Linked DNA regions of Sus scrofa: region 1 is linked to region 2. A link is a contact called in public Hi-C data. All regions are on one chromosome and are shown on one strand. Each heading gives the region's core, a stretch centred on a gene start, on an enhancer-like site or on the middle of the called end of the contact. The rest is flanking DNA. Distances are from core to core; before and after follow the strand shown. Region 1 overlaps NMNAT2 (nicotinamide/nicotinic acid mononucleotide adenylyltransferase 2). Region 2 overlaps LAMC1 (laminin subunit gamma 1).

Region 1 (2,833 bases), core at 163-2,662, 200 kb after region 2:
ATTAGGAATCTGAACGTGAGCCAATCCTGCCCGGCTGTTCAATAGTTAAGTAGAGTCTTAGACAAGTCACAATCCATGTGCGCCATGGCTTCCATAACTGTATGAGTATGCTGGGGGCTAACCAAGATAATCCACGGGAAACAAGCAAAGTGTTATTATTGTCTGTCTCCCCGACTAGAAAGCAAAGGGCGCAATGGTCGGGAACTTTGTCTATTTTGTTTTCTTTGTTCCTCCATCCCTAGAACAGGACGGGCACAAGGCAAGTACTCAATAAATATTTTGGGGGGGCCGCACCTGAGGCATGTGGAAATTCCTGGGCCAGGGATGGAACCCATGCCATGGCAGTGACCTGAGCGCTGCAGTGGCAATGCCAGATCCTTAACCCGCTGTGTCACAAGGAGAATCCTTTAATAAATATTTTAAAATCAATGAATAAATAACAGCCAATATTTATCGAGTGTTTACTAGGTTCAAGAAGTCTTCTAAACTTGCATGTGTTTTATTTATGGACTATATAGAACTAATAGAATGAAGAGTGAGATTTGGGGCAGGGGGTAGTATGCCCACAGCATGCAGAAGTTCCCAAGCCAGGGATCAAACCCAACGTCACAGCTGTGACAAATGCTGGATCCTTAACCACTAGGCTACCAGGGAACTCTAAAAGTAAAATACTTTTAGATTGCAAGTGCCTCAAGGATTTGGGCACTCAGTATTAGCTCAAAGATTGATTGAAGGAAAGGATGCTTGAAGCAGAATGAATTTGCCAGGCTGCCTTCCATCATAACACAACAGACAAGTAGCTGGCAGTGTAAGATCTTAGATGATGGGTTTTGCTTGGGGGAGAGAGTGAGCATAGGCATTTCCTGCTTCACAGACCTGTCCTTGGATGGATGACCCCTTAGGCTCCGGCCTTGATTTCCCACAGGTCCTGGTCTATGACTGGATACCTGCGCTGTCAGGACGCAGCACAGCAAAGAGCAGGTCTCCTGGGGGAAGACTAGTTCTAATAAAAGTCTGGGATGGGTTGGGCTAGAGGGACTGAGTCCTGATCTCCAAAGGCTGGTCCAAGAACCTGGATCTTTTCTTTCTCTCAGGAATCAAGAATGAAAATGCCAACTGCCAGGCCATACAAGCAGCTCTTTTGTATTCCTTGGAGAGAAATGTGATGAACACGTATGGAATTTTCTCCTGGTGGCATGTACGGGGAAGGGATATGTCATTGGCCAGAGAAGGTCAGACCTCACTATGGGCTAAAGGATCTTTGCGTCTATTAGGAAATGCCCAAGGGATGTGTTTGGGCGGTTCCTCTAGTTGCGTAATTCGATTTCTGGATGAAGAGCCTAGGTTCCGGCGTCCAGGGCAAAAGCAAGAGCAAGGCTGACGCAGTGGGGAGTTTGTGACTGTGCTGAAACAGGCCTTGGCTGCCGTGTTGTAGAACAGACTGTCCCAGCTGCTTCCCAGCCTGGGTGGAGAGCCTCCTATTTCTCCCCAGACCTGTTTACACTGTGGCTTCTCTCCTGCTTTGTTTCTGAGGACTCTAGAGAGGCCAGGGGAGACAGGGGTGTGCAGCAAGGGCCTGGGGCATCTTCAGAAACTTGACTCTTCCCCCACCCTCCTGTCCCATGGCTGGCGGATTCAGGGCTTCAGGCTCAGCACATATCACCTGGGACATCAGGTAAAACAAAGAAATGTTTGTTTCTGATAAAGAGTTGAATGGATGAATGAAACCTGGAACAGAAGCAGGTCTCACAAACCTCATCTCTGGTAATCTCAAGATTAGGAACTGAGATCCCCAAAACGAGCCACTTCCAGGCAAACTCCAGAGGGCAGAACTTTCTATGAAGTCATCAGGGCTTACCCTGTACCAGTTGGAAAGAAAGACCTTCCTCATCCAAACCCTGAGCACCAACCCATCCCCCAGTAAGGACAGTGGGATAAATCACTGAGTTACTAGCTAGTTTCCTGCTCCTCACACCCATCTTTGCCCAATCCTCACCTAGTTCTGGCAGACAAGCAGACCCTTTATGAGAGGAATTTGCAGGGCAGAAAACAGAATGTTTTGAGGTCAAAGGCATCAAACACTGAAGAGCGTTCCCTAGATGTCCCGAGGAGGGGAGAGAAAATAGGGAATAGAGTATTTTATTTCAGAATAAAACGAAGAGGTTCAGCTTGCACCCCCTCCCTCCCAGACAGCACCCTGAGGGCAAAGCCTCAGAAGAAAACGGGGCCAGGATCACAGCGGGTGGGGTGCCCGGAGGGCTTCCGGATCAGCCAGGAGTCACAGACCCAGGTGGGCCTGGATCAAGTGCCACCCACCTCTGAGGACCACAAAGGCCCTGATGTTCCTGTTCAGAGCCACAAGAGCCTCAGGTTTTGTTTGTGAGTAACCCGTGATCCCTATGGGACAGTGAGTTGGAGCTGAGTTTTCATTTGATTGAAATAAATTAAACGTGTTATTTCTGGCACACCTCTGCTGCGGCCTGCGATTCACACCTGTTACGTAAGGAAGCAGCTCCTTGATTTTTTTGCCTCCACCTCCGATGTCTAAGGACCCCACGGGTTTGTGGTGGGTTGAATCAGGGAACTGAGAGACTGGCTGGGTGGGGGGTGGGGAGGTAGAGCTCAAGGGTCTAGAAAATCCTCTGGAGTGAGCCCGAGGGTCTCTTTCATCCAGACCCCCCCTTGCTGCCTGTGGTGTGGACTGGAATTCTCAGCATCCTGATTAGGACAGATGTGAGGTCCCTGCCGGTCTGGAACTCTTGTGCCTCGGGAGGAGCCAGGCTGGGTGCTCTGATCTCCAGGGTGATGGGTCAGGTGGGAACAGGGTGGGCTG
Region 2 (2,700 bases), core at 18-2,517:
CACTGCCTAAAAATCATCCTAGGATCCTTATCACGTATCTGAAAGTTCAAGTCTACATGAATGTGCTTCCCAGCTTTTCTAATATTTTTAATGCTGAATCTTTTGCAGTTCCTGGAACGTGGTATGAATTTTCTTTTTTTTTTTTTTTAATAGCACTTGCCCCTTTATCCTGTCCCACCACACCCCGTTAGTCATCCTTCAAGACTTAATTCAGGAGTTCCTGTCGTGGCACGGTGGAAACGAATCGAGTAGAAACCATGAGGTTGCGGGTTCAATCCCTGGCCTCGCTCAGTGGGTTAAGGATCTGGCGTTGCCGTGAGCTGTGGTGTAGGTCACAGATGCAGCTCAGATACGGTGTTGCTGTCGCTGTGGCACAGGCTGGCAGCTACAGCTCCGATTAGACCCTAGCCTGGGAACCTCTGTATGCTATGGGCGCAGCCGTAAAAAGCAAAAATAAATAAATAAATAAAAATAAAAAGACTTAATTCAAATTCCACTTGTTCTGTGCAGTCTCTCAGACCATGGCTTCTCCTTCTCTTACCTTCTTTTGTGGTGAATCACCCCTTCTGTTGTGTTTCCATAGTACCTTGTGCACAATATTACAGCAATTATTAAACTGTGTCCTCATGATTTGTTTACATGTCTGACTCACTAAATAATCATTACAGTCCCTGAGGACAAGGATCAGGTGTTCGTCATCTTTGTATTCCTAGCCCTCTCCCCAGTGCCAGACACATAGTAGACGCTCATTCCACGAGGTTGTGTGAATGAATGAAAACAGAAATCCTGGAGTTCCAGTCGTGGCGCAGTGGTTAACGAATCCGACTAGGAACCATGAGGTTGCGGGTTCAGTCTCTGCCCTTGCTCAGTGGGTTAAGGATCCAGCATTGCTGTGAGCTGTGGTGTAGGTTGCAGACGCGGCTCGGATCCCGCGTTGCTGTGGCTCTGGCGTAGGCCGGTGGCTACAGCTCCGATTCAACCCCTAGCCTGGGAACCTCCATATGCCGCGGGAGCGGCCCAAGAAATAGCAACAACAACAACAAAAAGACAAAAGACAAAAAAAAAAAAAAAGAAAACAAATCCTAATTAGAGGTTATCCTAAGTTGATGTAACAGAATGAGCAAAGACAAGCCTGCAAAATTAGCATTATTTTGATAGGAAGCACTTAGAGAGTTTAATTGGAAAGAAGGACTTGTGTTGAGAAATAGGTCTGTGTAAAGAGAGATAGGAGGATAGGATCACTTTACTTGGAAGGCTTTGAGCGTGAAGCAGAGTCAAGATGTGTGGTAGGAGCCATTTTCCGTTCTTTGTTGAGGAGTGACATGGTTACATAGCAGAGTAACTGGAAAATTAGTCTAGTGGCTAGATGCTTTGGAATGAGGAAAAGTTTGAATTCTGGGATACTAGTTAAGTTATTGTAGCCGTCCAGATGTGAGTTCATGATGGCTGAGACTAGAGTCATGTGCCAATCAGAAAGGCAAGAGAGATGTTTAAAACAACAAACCACAAATCTCTGGCAGACCTAGTGCGCTCTTAGATTTCTCACATCTTGGTCTGCCAAGTTGGTGTTTTTTCCCCCTCATTCCCTCCCTTCAAAAGTAAAGTCCTTTCTGTTCCAGTCTTTTGGATTAGTATCTAAAAATTCCACCCAAATCTGAAACTCTCTACTCTGATTTTTCATAGAGGAGCAGAAGTTCTTTCCATAATAACTCTGGTTTTTCTGTTTGTTCTAGGCTCATCTCTGCTGGGCTGTGGGCCCAGAAGGAAACTTGGGAAATAATTTGTCAGTTCTCTTTGGCATTTACAAGATGTCTCTATGGTTTCCTTGTTATAGTATGGCTTCCTGACATTTTGTTATGGTTGTTGACAGTACTTATTATGGAAGAGCACCTATATCCTCTCTTTCTTTCTTTCTTTCTTTCTTTCTTTCTTTCTTTCTTTCTTTCTTTCTTTCTTTCTTCTGTAAGGATTTCTAGATCTTTAAAGTTTTATGTTTCTTTGAGATATTCTTATAAGGTCTTTTTATGGATTATGAAAAATGTTAAAAAATTCTAAGAGTTTCCTGGTGGGCTAGTGGTTAAGGATTTGCTGTTATCTTTTTCTCACATTATCCTCCATCGTGTTCCATCATAAGTGACTAGATGTAGTTCCCTGTGCTATACAGCACGATCTCATTGCTTATCCATTCCAAATACAATAGTTTGCATCTGTTAACCCCAGACTTCCAGTCCATCCTGCTCCTTCCCCCTCACGCTTGGCAACCAGAAGTCTTGTTCTCCAAGTCCAAGAGTTTCTTTTCTGTGGAGAGGTTCGTTGTGCCATATATTAGATTCCAGATATGAGTGTGTCATATTGCTGAACAGTAGAAATTGACAGAACACTGTAAACCAACTATAATGGAAAAAATAAAAATCATTAAAAAAAAAAAAAAAGGATTTGCCGTTATCACTGCTGTGGCTTGGGTGTGATCCATGGCCTGGGAACTTCTGTGTGCCACAGGCATGACAACCCCCTAAAAATTAATTCTAATCAGAAATAAGTTTTGCTTTCTGAATGTGTCCCTTAAAAATGAATAGTCTGATAAACTGCTCTCTCTCATTTTCATTTACTATTGAAGTAAAACACAAACGGCCTCATGAGGTCAGGAAAACTAATATGAGTGCCTACTCTGCCCCAGTCTTGCAGCTAGGTTGTTGCACA

Evidence for each region. A called contact is a pair of places that touch in the nucleus more often than the background predicts.
Region 1: a Hi-C map of skeletal muscle shows a contact between it and region 2, with 6 times the contacts expected there. The contact joins two enhancer-like sites. A contact is called at or near these places in 2 of 47 Hi-C or Micro-C datasets (embryonic fibroblasts and skeletal muscle) and 1 of 2 datasets of contacts at active chromatin or transcription factors (skeletal muscle).

The regions. Positions count from the first base shown.
Region 1 is chr9:124,513,084-124,515,916 of Sscrofa11.1, forward strand. All of the region lies in intron 11 of NMNAT2 (nicotinamide/nicotinic acid mononucleotide adenylyltransferase 2), which reads right to left. Among named protein-coding and RNA genes, the nearest start is that of LAMC2, 87 kb to the left of the region's middle. Within about 2 kb of position 1,413, at least 20 of the 83 cell types and tissues checked have an H3K27ac peak or open chromatin away from gene starts, as enhancers often do. A contact at or near this core is called in skeletal muscle, where this site is marked.
Region 2 is chr9:124,315,329-124,318,028 of Sscrofa11.1, forward strand. All of the region lies in intron 1 of LAMC1 (laminin subunit gamma 1), which reads left to right. Among named protein-coding and RNA genes, the nearest start is that of LAMC1, 33 kb to the left of the region's middle. Within about 2 kb of position 1,268, at least 18 of the 83 cell types and tissues checked have an H3K27ac peak or open chromatin away from gene starts, as enhancers often do. A contact at or near this core is called in skeletal muscle, where this site is marked.